Linked DNA regions of Mus musculus: region 2 is linked to region 1. A link is a contact called in public promoter capture Hi-C data. All regions are on one chromosome and are shown on one strand. The core of a region is the stretch at or near the end of the contact, and the rest is flanking DNA. Distances in the headings are between cores, read along the strand shown.

Region 1 (7,372 bases), core at 3,329-5,828:
CCTCCCACCTGGATGCCTAGTAGAAGACCCTGGGAAGTTGTCACACCCAGGCAACTGAGCAGAGCGCAGAGGTTCCAAGTGAGCTCCGGGAGCCTCGAAGTTGCTGCTGCCTGTTAAAAACCAACTGGATGTCTAACCCGGCCTATTGTCACGTTAGGTGGGAAGCCACGGGCCATACACTGATGGACTACATTCTGAGAAAGGCTTCTAGAGGTGGTAGCCTTGTGTGAGCACCGTGGTGTATGCTCATTCTAGAATATATGGTGCTGCCTGCAACACATGGGCTCTTCTTCAGTCTTAGGGGAACCACTGGTGCTGGCGCATGGTCCAAGAATACAGTCGTCTGAGTGAGGAGAATGTCAAGTGCTCAGGAGTCCTGTGACCTCCGTTTCTTCAGAACATGGAATTATTCTTGGAGTGTGTTTTCATGCTCTTCCCATGTGTATAGCAGATTGGAGTGAGTTTACTTCAGACTGCTCATTATTGGTTGCTGATGTTTAAATTAAGTAAATGTTTAAATTGTCCTGGATAAGCCTCTGTGGGAAATGTGCAGCTTGTCTTTGTGATTGCATATAGCCTGAACTCACGAGTACTTTACTCATGTGAATCTTTCTTAACCTTCAGAGTAGAAACTGTCTGATGCTCTGAATAAAGCTGGCTATTGCATGAGATTTTAGTCCACCTCATTTATCGGCTCCAGTCTCCCAGGTCCCACCACCAGCTAGAGTGTTAAACACACCACCAATAGACGCACGCAGCCTTTCATTGACCAAAACATCACCAAAGGCTCGTAACTGTGATTATAAACTGTTAATAGAGAATGGATGGAATCACTCCCCAGAAACCAAGACATTGACTTGAAGAGTTCCCGCTGCCTTGTAGATATAACTCCCATGGCGCTGGGGGTTGCTAGTTTTGGGGATTTAAGACAAATTTAAAGCCAGCACTCAGGAAGGAGAGGCAGAAGAACCAAAGACAAAGACAGCCAGAACGACAAAGTGAGACCCTGTCTCAAGATGTCAAAGGCAGGGCATGTGATGGAGTACTTTCAAATACACAGGGCCTGTGCTTCCTTGATTCTAAGAGAAGGCCCGTTGCTTCATGCACCAGTTTCCTTGCTTGGAGAAAGACCACATCTTCTCTCTTCTCCAAAGCTGCCCACTGTCCATATCCAAGCATCTCTCTCACAAGGACCTTGGCATGGAATTTGGGACCCACCTAGTTAATGCAAGTTCACTTCCTTAGAGTAACTTCAACCTTAAAGACTGATCTTCCAAATCAGGTCAGTTACAGGTTCCAGGTGGATGTATCTTTGGGGTCACTACTCTACATCCAGGCACCATCTTGGGGCTCTTCGGTCCCATCAGCCTGGCATTTGACTCCTCTGCTTTCGCTACCTCGCAGGTGGTGGCTGTGTTGAAGGTAGGGTGTGCTGTTCCCATGCTATGGTAAGATGGGCTGTAACTGGATCATGGGTGAGTCGATACCGTGTTGTAGGTTGGGTGGGATGTCCTGTGCTGTGGAAAGGGTGAGCTGGCATTGGACTATGGATAGGAGAGCTGTCCCTGGTCTGTGGGGAGGGTGGACTGTCACCATGGCTATGGGTCGGGTAGGTAGGCACTCTGGCTTCCTTCCAGTGGCTCTGTATCTTAGCTGAGATAAGACCTCTCTCTTGGAGGTTATGACCTTCCCCACTCCAAGGACAGGAGGCTTCCCTCTGTCCTCCTCCTCCTCCTGTGGCTGCAGCACCTCTTCCAGTCTTGCTCAGTTTCCCAGGAACCTAACAGCCCTGGGAGCACAGGGGGTGTGGGGAGCTGAAATCAGGCACATAGATGGTGGGTGTCTCTCTAGTGGAGTGTCAGGCTTTAGTTCTCACAACAGTTAGGCGGAAATCAGCCACCTAGCTCTTAGAGGGCAGGAAAAGACCTGCCAAGAAGTTAGATACCAAAACCAGAGCATAAATAATAGATAGATAGATAGATAGATAGATAGATAGATAGATAGATAGATAGGTCTCCATATAAGGCCTCCAGCTGCACGCAGCTTGTCCTTTGCCCATCTAAATATGCTTCTGTGAGTTCAATACACAGAGGGACAAGAAAGGGAAACTGATGAGCCCACCATGCAAAACATTTAACTTTTTGAATGACAAAAGAAAAGGAAAGAAAGATCACAGGTTAAGTGAACAATTTAATATAAACAGAGATGATTTTTTAATACAATGAGTTTTTATAAATTATTAGGAGAAGTGAAAAAATTAATTAAAAAAATAAATTACTAAAAAAATAATCCCCAACAGTCCTATATGAATGGACAAAAGGCAAGGGCAACTTGCTCACATAAATGGGAGTACAAATGCCATTTAAATCTCGGCTCTATTCAAATGAGAGAAATGAAAACTAAAACCCCAGCATAGACACACACACAAACACACATGCACACACACATACACATGCACACACACATACACATGCACACACACATGCATGCACAGGTGCACACACATATACACACATGTACACACATGCACACACACATGCACACACACATGTACACACATGCACACACACATGCACAGGTGCACACACATACACACACACATGTACACACATGCACACACACACTCACACACACACAAACACCAGCATGCAGCACATCAGGTGTGGTAGTAGAGCCCTACCACCCCAGCACTCAGGATGTGAGGCTGGAGAATCATGACTCCTTTTAGACTTTGTCTCAAAACAAACAAACAAACAAATTCATCTTTTGCAACACAGAGTAGCAAAGACAGAAATGTTCTGCAATGCACTGCCCTAGAACAGATGTGGGGATGTAAGCACTGGCACAGGCCATGACCACTGGTGACAGTTTCCTCTGTGCACACTAGCAAATGGGACAGGAATTATTACATTTTATTTAATTTCTCTGTCTCTCTCTGCCTCTCTGTCTGTCTGTCTGTCTCTCTCTCTCTCTCTCTCTCTCTATATATATATATATATATATATATGTATATATATATATGTGTGTGTGTGTGTGTGTGTGTGTGTGTGTGTGCACATGTGGATGTGTGCCACAGCATGCATTCAGAGGTCAGAGAACTTGTAAGAAACAGTTCTCTTCTGGTGGGAGCACCATGTGGGTCATGAAGCTGAAACTCTGGCTTGGCAGCAGCACCTTCATCTGCAGAGCAGCTCACTGGCCCTGTGTTTACGTTTTCATCATACTGGTCAAGAATGTTTTCCATCCTGCAGTTCTGCACCGTTTTGGTATTGCCCTGCAGAAGCCCGCTGGTGCTCCCCCTCCCCCAGGAGTCCGCCCTACACATACAATTACACGCGGTCACATGAGCAAGCACTTGTCAGTGTTGTCTGCAATTGCAAACAGCAAGAGTGGTGCTCGCATCAGGAAGAGGGCTGCACACATTCCAGTAGCTGGGTTTCTGTACGTAAGGATGCTCGGCAGCTGTAGGTATGGAGGTGTCTAAGACTTCATACATGTTAGAAGCGAATGTGCACCTGTGCCATAGGCTAGCACTTGTGTAAAAGGATATAAACCCTTGTGGCTCATCTACACTAACTACCCTTGAATGGGCATTAAAAAAAAAATCTGCTTGTCTTCTGGGAAGGTATCTGGGGTAAAGTCAGGAAAGGGACAGTTAGTTAATTTTCACGTCCCTTTTCCCCCGGTGTGCATACATTATATTCCGATGAATAATTAAGAACATTGGTGGGCCTGGATACACACACAATACAACAATTCCTTCACACCATTTGAGCAGGGTGATGGGATACAGAAAGGGGGTCGAGAACTAGTCACGGAAGTGTAGTGTGGCTTCTATAACATGTGTTTCTGGTGTGGGGGGTGGGGGTTGGGGGAAGGGGGTAGGATAGCTCAGTTGGTAGAGAATGTGTATCCAAAATGAACAGAGCCCTAGGTTTGATCCATAGGGTGCGTGCCTATAATCCCAGTGTCTGGGAGATGGAGACAGGAGGATTCCAAGCTCAAGGTCATCCTTAGCCTCTGGGCAATCTTGGGGCCAGCCTGGGCTACAGGAGATTCTATTTAGTTCTAGATCCTCTTCTGGTTCTAGAATTAATGTCTATACATGAGATGTTTGAGGGTCCTTTGCTGAGGGGACCCTCCCCACCGCAAGGACAGCAGGATTTAGAGATGATGGGGCCTACCGTACAGGTATGAAGAGAGGAGGCTGCGTGTCATCCTTGGAATCCTTTCGAGGAGCCATACGGCTGGGTAGGTTGAGGCCAATGTGATAATGGACCTGAATGAGCAGGGCCAGGAGCAGCTGAGGGTAGATGCGCCTCACCCGGCCCACACAGCTGTTGACGGACAGGAGCTCACACAGACCACTGGCTGCCTGGGAGGGGAGGGGAGGCCAGTGGCTTGATCCAGTCCATCCTCCCAGTGCTTCTGGCTGGAGCCTCTTTTATTGCTCTGAGAGACTGAGGCTGATTCTCTAATCCAGCCTAGAAAAGCATGGCTCCTACCCCCTCTGGCAGACGGGGCCCTACAAGCAAGCAGGTGTGCTGAGTGAGGTGAAAGGGAAGGAAGGCAGGGTGTCCGGTTCTCACCGCTAGGGGCACAATGGAGGCTCGACCCTTCTTGGTTACAGGCTTCTCCTTCAGGCTAGTCAGGAGCAGATCCAGCAGGTCTCTGACGTCACAGCTGGGCTTTCGAAGTATCAGCTGCCTCCACATCTCTGCCCCATTGCTAAGGAGGAAAGAGGATAGCACTGCCTAGGGCGGGGGCCACCTGACACCAAATGGTTTCAGGGCTGGGTGCAGTGCCAATGATGTGGTATTCGTGAGCATGCCCACAAGGAATGATCCCGAAAACACTCTCCACGAGGCAGGAAGTTGACAGTGATTGAAAACCTTATTTCCAGGTCTCAGACCGGGTACTTTGTTCTCCTGTATTATTTCAGCAAGTACTCATTAGAGTGGACATCACGCACCAGGCCAACACTAAGCAAATCACTGCGGATACGGATGCAGACACTTACAAATGCTTAAAGTCACCACCTTCTCTAGAGAACATTATTCCCATTTTACAGAGGCAGAATGGAGGCTCTGGGAGGTAAAAACCATCAGTCCAAGATGCTGCTACTACTAACAAGCTGCAAGATGTGACTGCGTCCAACGCCTCTAAAGCTGCCTCCTAGGAGCCAGAGTTGAAGCCACAGAGCCCTTTGGGACCTGGGTCTTGCCCTTATCACAGACTCCCAGGAATTGCAACTCCTGGCCCTTTGCAGATAGCTATCCACACAGGAGAAGCAAGCAGCACCAGGAGAGATTCCTGCTGTGGGCAGCTGACAGTGAGCTAAAGAGTTAATGAAACCTTTTGCCTGAATGCAGGAGCATTTGAACCTTCCACTCACTTCCCAGCTCCGTTTCCCTGGAAACCCAATAAAGATAGTATTTCAACTATGTTGCTAGGCAACGTTGCTTATGGTTAAAAAAAAAGTGGTCATGTTTATGGCTGCTTGGTACATCATATCTGGATTAGGAGGAACTATCAATTAACTGTAAGAACCAATGGGTCAGCTACCGCGTGCAGCTTCCCAGGGACTATGACCCTTGTAGCTGAGCTAGTCTCTGAAGTGATGCAGAAAACAAGGCTCCTGTAGGAGATTCTGGTACTTGTGATTCCCCTGAGTTTCCTCCTCTCCTGGGAAGCTAGCTTCCAGACCCAGGACTGAGACCGGAAGAAGAAAGTGAGGCATGTAGGGTATAAAAGGGAAGGGGGACCTGGCTCTCAGACCCAGAAAGGGGCATCAAGTCAAGGCAGGGCATCAAGCCCTGGGAATCTAGTGACTGTTAGTGGAGTATAAAAGCAGCCCCCTGGGGCTATATGGCTCAGTGGTAGGGCACTTAGACAGCATGGCTCTGGGTGTGATGCCCAGCACTGAGAAAGAAAAAGAAGAGGAGGGGGAAGTGGGGAAGGAGGAGGAGGTAGAAGAAGAGGAGGAAGGGGAGAAAATGCCCTATTGTAATTCTAGTACCTGAAAGGAGGAGGCAGGAGGATTGTTATGAGTTCGTGGCCAGCCTGAGCTACATAATGAGTACACCTCACCCTCACTCCATCTTCCTCTCCCCCTCCCCACACACACATAGGGAGGAGAGTGGGAGAGGAGGGGAGAGGAGGGAGGGAGGGAGGGAGAGAGAGAGAGAGGGAGAGAGAGGGAGAGAGAGAGAGAGGGAGGGAGAGAGAGGGAGAGAGAGAGAGAGGGAGGGAGAGAGAGAGAGAGAGAGAGAGAGAGAGAGAGAGAGAGAGAGAGAGGAGGTTCCCCCTGGTGGGCAGTACAGCCATAATGGCTAACTTATTAGGCTCTAGAGTGGGTCCTCAGAGTCCCCACTCTTGGCTCTGACTGGCATGTCTGTCCCTATTAGCACACACCCCTCTTGCACAGTTTTTGCCTATGATCCCACAGCTACTCAGAAACAACCATCCTAAGTGGTCACTTCTCTGTTTCATTTATTTACAGAAAGGCTGGGCTGAAAGGCTGTGTCCAACAGGCTAAAGGGAGAAAGACATGTCACTTATCATCTGGCCAGCCTCCTCTCCATCCCAGCATGGACCTCCCAGAGAGGGTATATGAGCTACCCAACACCAGCAGCTACCATTAAAGTATTCTAGGCTTTGGAGTCAGTTGGACCTGAGCCTAGATCCTCGCTCTAGCAATGCCTCAGGGGGTATGGGGGCCATGAAGCATCTCCCAAGCCTCATTTCCACATCTGTAGGACAGGGCTGAGTCGGGAATGAGTGACTCTGGATATTCAGTACAGATCCAGCGGTGTTGAGAAAGTGGTTACTGGCTGTCATAAGTACTACAGACTGTAGAAGGGGCAGGGGAGAACAGGGGTTCTCTGGGTAGGAAGAGTGTCAACCCTTTGAGGTGTATAGGATGGGAGTCTCCTTGCTTGGTACCTGTCCAGGGGGAGGGGACACATGAGCAGAGCCACCACAACCTCAGTCATGAAGGAGCTGGCCAGAAAGGAAATGGGCAGCAGAGCCACTTCACGTGCTCGAGGCTCCTGGATGTGGGTCAGTTGCATGTAGATGCCCTGCATGATTTCTGGGATCTGGAGACAGCCGTGAACAAGTTGCAGGAAGGCCCATTGGAAAAGCAGAAAGAGGCATGAGGCACATGGGTAGATGGGAGAAGGACTTACGGTAGAGTAACCAGAGGGGATCAACAAGACAGGGGAGAGGAGGCTCAATGCTGGAGGGAAGTGGGAAGGAAAAGGCACCAGGGGCCTGCTGCTCCCCTGGGAGTGACCTCCCCACTCCTACAAACCTTCTGGGTTGTCTCAGGGGTGGTACATATGCCTTCCTAGCCCACTGCTCAGTTCCA
Region 2 (6,487 bases), core at 2,152-4,651, 260 kb after region 1:
CCACCCACTCCCCCTTTTTGGCCCTGGCGTTCCCCTGTACTGGGGCATATAAAGTTTGCAAGTCCAATGGGCCTCTCTTTCCAGTGATGGTCGACTAGGCCATCTTTTGATATATATGCAGCTAGAGTTAAGAGCTCCGGGGTACTGGTTAGTTCATAATGTTGTTCCACCTATAGGGTTGCAGATCCCTTTAGCTCCTTGGCTACTTTCTCTAGCTCCTCCATTGGGAGCCCTATGATCCATCCATTAGCTGACTGTGAGCATCCACTTCTGTGTTTGCTAGGCCCCAGACCCTGGAACTTCTAAGTGCTGTGATTACTTGTGTTTGCCATGCTGCCTTGCCCCATTCTTTATTCAACTGCTGTTTGAGCAGGTGGTGGTCATGCTTTGGTTGAGAGAATCCGGCAAACCTGAAGGGATGGCAGCTCCCTTGAGTTATGCTGACAGCCAGGAGCAGTGGGGGCTCACATTTACTCCTTTGTGATTGCTCTGATTTGAGTGCCCCCCTAGGCTATGTGGTAAGAGTTATCTAATCCTAGGACACTGTCTTTTTAGCTTGCTAGGCTGGGTGACACTGCCAGGAAACACCAATATGGCAGCAAGACCTTCCAAAGCTGCAGTGACAACCTGCTGCATTGCCTTTGCAGTCTGCTCTGAGGCTCCCCAGGACAGAAGGACCTAAACATTGGAGTTCCTGCACACTGGAGCCCTTCTTACTAAAGCAGCAGCTCAGGCACCACCTGCAGCTTTTGCCACAAAAGAGTGACCTCTACAGCCTGGAAGAAAGGGGTGGGGCTTGACCAAGGATGCCAGAGAGGCCTGGTGTTTATAAAAAGCCCTCTGAGGTCAGTGAGAGGCAGGCAAAATCCTTTCCATGCCCCTCCTTAGGAATCCTGGACTTTTTTTTTTTTTTTTTTTTTAAAGAAGAAAGGCTATTTTAAAACATGAAGGGCTGGAACATTCTCCTTTATATTCCCTCATCTGCATATTATCAGTTGGTCACCTTTACAATCCCTTCTGAGTTGGAGAGTTTGTTTCTGGCTCTGATTCCCACTACAGCCCCTGCTTTGTTTGTCCCCCTTGCAAGGGTGGACAGAAGCCTGACTGAGGTATTTCCACCTTCAAGTGGACAGAGCGCTCTCTATCATCCCAACTCACACAGGTTTCTGATCTTGCCACAGAAGGCCTTCTTCCAAGCTCACCAATGGGTTCCCATCCCAGACAGCCCCAGTTCTGCTTCGGATGGGATCTTGCTGGTTTTTGCTTTGTCTGTGTTCTTCTGAAAATATAGTTTCCAAAACTGACCTCTAGCGCCCACTCTCTGGCCTGGTGCCCTTGAAGTGTCTGCAGTTGGCAAGAGGGAAAAGGACGGTGGAGCGGAAGATGCTTCATCAGGAGCTGGCAGTGATCCGCTTTGCTCTGTGGTAGGTATTAACTGTGTTCCCAGGCCTGTTTCCTGCTCCCAAATGCCAACATCCCTGCCTCTTAAGTGAGGTTTAACTTAATCCCCAACCTTACCTAAATGTTACTTCTATTATTATTCAGAGCTGTGGGCTGAATTTCCCTGCAGCTCTGAGAGGCTGACAGTGCCTGTCTGTGGGGATGCAGGTGGGGATGCAGCAGTAGGCTGCCTGCTCTGCTTGGCTCTGCCTGTAGCCCTCCCGGCAGCAGCCATCCAGCGAGAGCAGCTCCAGGCTGCTAGGGATCTGGGTCACTAGTGTGTCTTTAGAGGTTAGACTGGACAAACCCTTCATTCACCAGCAGGAAAAACGGAGGCCTAGGGAATGGGGGCAGACCTTTCTCCCCTTTCCTGTCTCAGGGTTAGTAACCAGGCTTCTTGTGCCAGAGCTCTCTCTGCCTTAGAGAGAGACCATAGTTTCTGAGAAGTGGTCTGCATAGAAGCTCTGAAACTGCCATTACTTTGCCTGGGCCAGATGGGCACCCTTGAGCTCAAGGCCTCTGTATCCAGATGCTAAGGGTCCAACAGCAAGGCAGATATGGAACCAGATGTCAGAGTCTGCCCAGTAAGAAGCTCCCTAAGGGTAGACAGGTGATGAGTCTTCATTCTTGTGTTTACAGTACCTGACATACAGTAAGTGCTCATTGAGGACTTGTTCAGTGAGCAGAAGGATTTGGATAATAAGACCTAACAATGAATGAGCTTGGTGGTAACCCACCCATCTGGTGGGTTAAAATGAAACAAAACAAAACAAAAAAAACCAACTCTTTTTTTTTCTTTCTTTTATATCTCAAAGGCATTCTTAGAGCTCCTCCCTAAAGACCGACCATCCCCATTCCCGGATGGCATACTCTCTGTTTTGCCTTGAGGGGAGTCCTTCCTTGAAAGCTGCCTCTTGGTGTCCGACAGCCAACTTGCTGAGTTCACGCCTGAGATTCCTGCTAATACGCTCCCTTCCTATCCCGGGGGGGGGGGGGGATATCCTTCCTTCTCCTTTCCCCTCACCCCATTGCCTCATTTTAAGTTCCCTCTGAATTTGATGGAATGATCTGCAGGGCAGGGCTGGGTGATGGTGGACCTTCTCTAATCTACCATCCCTTGTCCAGTGCTGTGCCTGCAAGGTGCTCATTAGCATCTTAATTCACTGGACTGGATTTTGTCCCAGGTATCCATCTGTATGGGACCCAGAGGCCGACTGAGGGTTGCTTAGCATCCTGGCCCCGAACCTTTCCTCAAGAGAGAAGTGAACTTGCTGAAGCAGAGCCCATCCCCATGGTTAAGTCAAGTCCCTTGCTTTCTGAGTGAGGTGTAGATGTGCACCCGCACAGCGCTCTCACCGTCAGCACAGTGTGCCAGGTGCACCGAGCAGACTTGGGCAGGTCTCTCTCAGATTCAAACTCAAACTGTGGTCCTGGGTTGCCAGCCACTTTCCTTGATCCCTTGATCTTTCTCCTTCCTAGGGACCATTTGGTCCACTGGCTCAGCCACAGGCCTGACTGCATCCTTGGAGCGATAGAGTGAGGCTATGGGACCTCTTCTCCCTTCATCCGTTTATGAACTTCCTCCCTTCACATAGAAGGGGCTGAGGAAAGTCCTTGTACAGTTGGTTGGTTGGAGGCTTATGAACGAGTTGTGAATGTGGGGAGAGGAGGGCTGCCCTGCCGTGGAGGAGGGAGGGCTGCCCAGCTGTGGAGGAGGGTGCGGCTGGGTGCTGGGCTTGGGAGGATGCTGAAGATGACTTGCAGGAGTCGGGGAGTGCAGGAGGAGAGGCATGCGGCTATGGCAATACCACAGCACGGCCTATGCCCAGGCTCTGCCTGTGGAGTGGGAGCGCCTGCAAGGAGACTGGGGGCTTGTTTGGCAGCCGGCGCCTATCAGACAACTGGAAAGTGCCAGTGCTTGCGGGCCATCTGTCCCCTGCGCCTAACTCCCAGCCACCTTCTGCTTACCACAGAAGGGCCCGGCAGTTCCACAGCACAAGGGCGAGGTGCCTGCTGGGAGGGGCAGACAGCTTTCCATTTTGCTTTTGTTTAGTACCATCCTCCTTGTAGCTCCTGGTGCTTTGGTGTTGCCAGGTGTGTGGAAAGTTTGCAGGCTGCTGTCAGCCAGCCTTTTGGTGGAGAGCTGGTGGGAGAAAAAGGTGGGTGTGTAAGTGGCCTGTTCACTCTCACTACTTGTTTGCCCAACTGTGGACTCTGGTCCTTGCCTGGCTGCCTGCCGTTTTCCCATTCTCTGCTTTAATTGTAGGAGTATAGCCAAAGCAGGCCAACACTTGGGATTTGGGTTGTGCTGTGCACCACCCCTCTTCCAGCTACTAAACGGGTTAAAAATTATGGGGAAGTTCAGTCGACACTTGCAAGATATGGTTGCCGTAGCAACAGGCCTTCTAATCTGGTAGGTGACCCGAGAGACTGGAGAAGATGTAGGGGTTGGTTTGGCATTTCATCATTTCATGAGGCTGCCTCTCCAGCTGGTTTCTTTGCTGAGCTAAAGCTTGCTGTTCCTGCCGCCAGAATTGCTGGCACATTCCAAAACAACAGTTCGGATGGCGTGAGCAGTGTTCATGGGGGTTGGCCAGACTCTGTGGAAGAGAAGGAGCTCAGGGGAGGAGAGTCTTTGTGTGGGACAGCCCTCCATACAAAGAGATGGCCTGGGTAGTGGGCGTGTCTGGCTCACTCTCCTTATCCATTAGCCCCTTGGAACAGCATGTCTATCTAGTAAATGGATTTGTTTTTTAACGTGTGTTTATGTCTGTGCTGGTATGTATACATGTGTGTACATGTATGGAGACCAGGGGACAGCCTTGAGTTGTCATCTTCAGACCTGTTCATTCCTTACTTGAGTCAGGGTCTCTCATTGGCCCATTTGGCTCACCAGGTCATCCCTTGGGGGCTCATCAGTTAGGGTAAGCTGGCTGGCCAGCAGTCCTCAGGGACTCCTGTCTCTGCCTCTCTAGCATTGGGATCACATGTGAACATCACCAGGCCAACACTTTCAGGTGAATTCTGAGGCTCACATGTGGGTGCTAATGTTTACCGACTGAGATATCTCCCCAGATCCTGAATCCCATTTGATGTTCTGTTTTGTAATTGCCTTGAGAGGGACTAGTTCTTTAAGGAAACTTGAAAGGTCTTCCTCTAGTTTGCCAAGAATCTTCCTTAAATTTGGGGGCTTCTTTGAGATGGAGGACCCAGTTGTCATGTTTGTGTTCTGGCCTCATCTTCTCGTGTCACCTCTAGATGGGTTTTGTCCAGACATTTGGTTCACTTGGGCCTATGAGGTTTCTCATGTCTGCCAGGTACCAGACATAGTCCAGCAGTGCCGGGTAGTGCCTGGGTTCTACCATTCTCTTGCAGTCGTTGTCTGTAGCATATTGCAGGCACGGCAGAGAGGAAGCAGTCCTGGCCTGAGCCTCCCAGTTCATGATGAGGGACTTAAGGAAGAAGGGCAGGTGGAGAGAGCGGCACACCCTGCTCCACCTCGTGCTTTAGGACTGTGTCAGGGGAGCCATTCATGGGGCCCAGTGTGTCTCACGTTGTGTGGAGTGAGTGGGTGTTGTGCTCTGTGGTGGGGACATCTTATTCAGGTTACATGGGTCTTGAGTGTTTTCATTGTTAATCATCCTCTGGTCTGCAGAGGGGAAAAGGCAGAGGAGTTACCTGTGCTGATTATCTTGGAGCTGCTAAGATGGTAGCTCTTAAATTTTGCAGCTCTCTCTCTCTCTCTCTCTCTCTCTCTCTCTCTCTCTCTCTCTCTCTCTCTCCTCCCCCCCCTCCCTCCCTCCCTCCTTCCTTCCTTCCTTCCTTCCCCTCCTCCTCCTCCTTCTTCTTCTTCCTCCTCCTTCTTCTTTTTTTTTTTTTTTTTTTGGTTTTTCGAGACAGGGTTTCTCTGTATAGCCCTGGCTGTCCTGGAACTCACTCTGTAGACCAGACTGGCCTTGAACTCAGAAATCCACCTGCCTCTGCCTCCCAAGTGCTGGGATGAAAGGCATACCTTGTCACTGCCTGGCTATCTTGGCACCTCTTACATTTGTGTTGGTCACAGCATTAAGGACAGTGCTGTTAATGGAGGTCTCATATGGTCAGGAAACTGGGTGAGAACTGGACCCAGAAGAGACCAGCCACCATACTGTCTTCATCATGAGACTTGAGATAGAATGGAGGTGAGGCTAAGGGAGGAAAGGTTTTGAGAAGAGATAGAACCTGACAGGAAGTGAGGTGATCCAGAGAGACTGTGTCTGACAGGAAGTGAGGTGACTCAGGGGAGACCATGTCTGACAGGAAGTGAGGTGACCCAGGGAAGACATTGTCTGACAGGAAGTGAGGTGACCCAGGGAGACCGTGTCTGACAAAGGTTCTGCACAGATAGTTTGTGGAGAAGCGTGGCTCTGTTCTAGTGTCATTTGGAGAAGCCATCTCCTCTCTAGGTGAGGCAGTCTGGCCCCTCTGGCCAGCTAGTTTCTCTGTAGAAGTGGAACTGTATCCCATCCTGCACATCCTCGGTGTTATGTGCTAGCTCTGCCATGATGGTGTTTGCTCCTTTGTGTGCTCTGAGTTCTGCCTAGCCCAGGGCTGTGCAGACTAAGGTGCCTCATGGGAAAGCTTGTACTTTTGTACTGTGAGAGCCTGTTGCTTAGTTGGGGACCACATTGCCCTCCTGGCTCTTCAGACCCATCTGGGAGGTGAACTTATCCCATGGCTAGTAGAGTAGGTAGTAAGTAGAGGAATGTGCTGAGCCAGAACCTTCCAAAGCACCGTTACACCCACGTGAACATTCACGAGGACTTTGCCACAAAGGGTGTACACAGCACACTGGTCCCAAGAGGGCTCTCAAGAGGACCCAGTCAGGTTTCTGAGTCTTCCTCTGAGAATGCCCACTGTTCCTTTCTGTCAGCTTGCACTGCCCTAGACCCATCTTCTTGTAAACATTCCACATTTTAAGAGGAACGTGAAATGAGGAAAGATTGGTTTGCCTTGTGACCTTGCTGAGTAGCCCAGGCTGGACTTAAATTTACAGTCTCACTTGTGT

What was found. Capture Hi-C pulls out chosen DNA fragments and counts their contacts.
Region 2: a contact with region 1 is called in a promoter capture Hi-C map of pancreatic islet. The contact joins two enhancer-like sites. A contact is called at or near these places in 2 of 9 other capture datasets (adipose tissue and pancreatic islet).

Annotation. Positions count from the first base shown.
Region 1 is chr4:106,695,538-106,702,909 of GRCm38.p6, forward strand. Mroh7 (maestro heat-like repeat family member 7) reads right to left here. Exons shown (of 24, transcript NM_001126487.1): 13 at 6,946-7,100; 14 at 4,590-4,728; 15 at 4,185-4,375. Among named protein-coding and RNA genes, the nearest start is that of Ttc4, 20 kb to the left of the region's middle. Within about 2 kb of position 4,579, at least 74 of the 459 cell types and tissues checked have an H3K27ac peak or open chromatin away from gene starts, as enhancers often do. A contact at or near this core is called in pancreatic islet, where this site is marked.
Region 2 is chr4:106,952,595-106,959,081 of GRCm38.p6, forward strand. The region is part of intron 4 of Ssbp3 (single-stranded DNA binding protein 3); the gene reads left to right. Among named protein-coding and RNA genes, the nearest start is that of Ssbp3, 44 kb to the left of the region's middle. Within about 2 kb of position 3,402, at least 86 of the 459 cell types and tissues checked have an H3K27ac peak or open chromatin away from gene starts, as enhancers often do. A contact at or near this core is called in pancreatic islet, where this site is marked.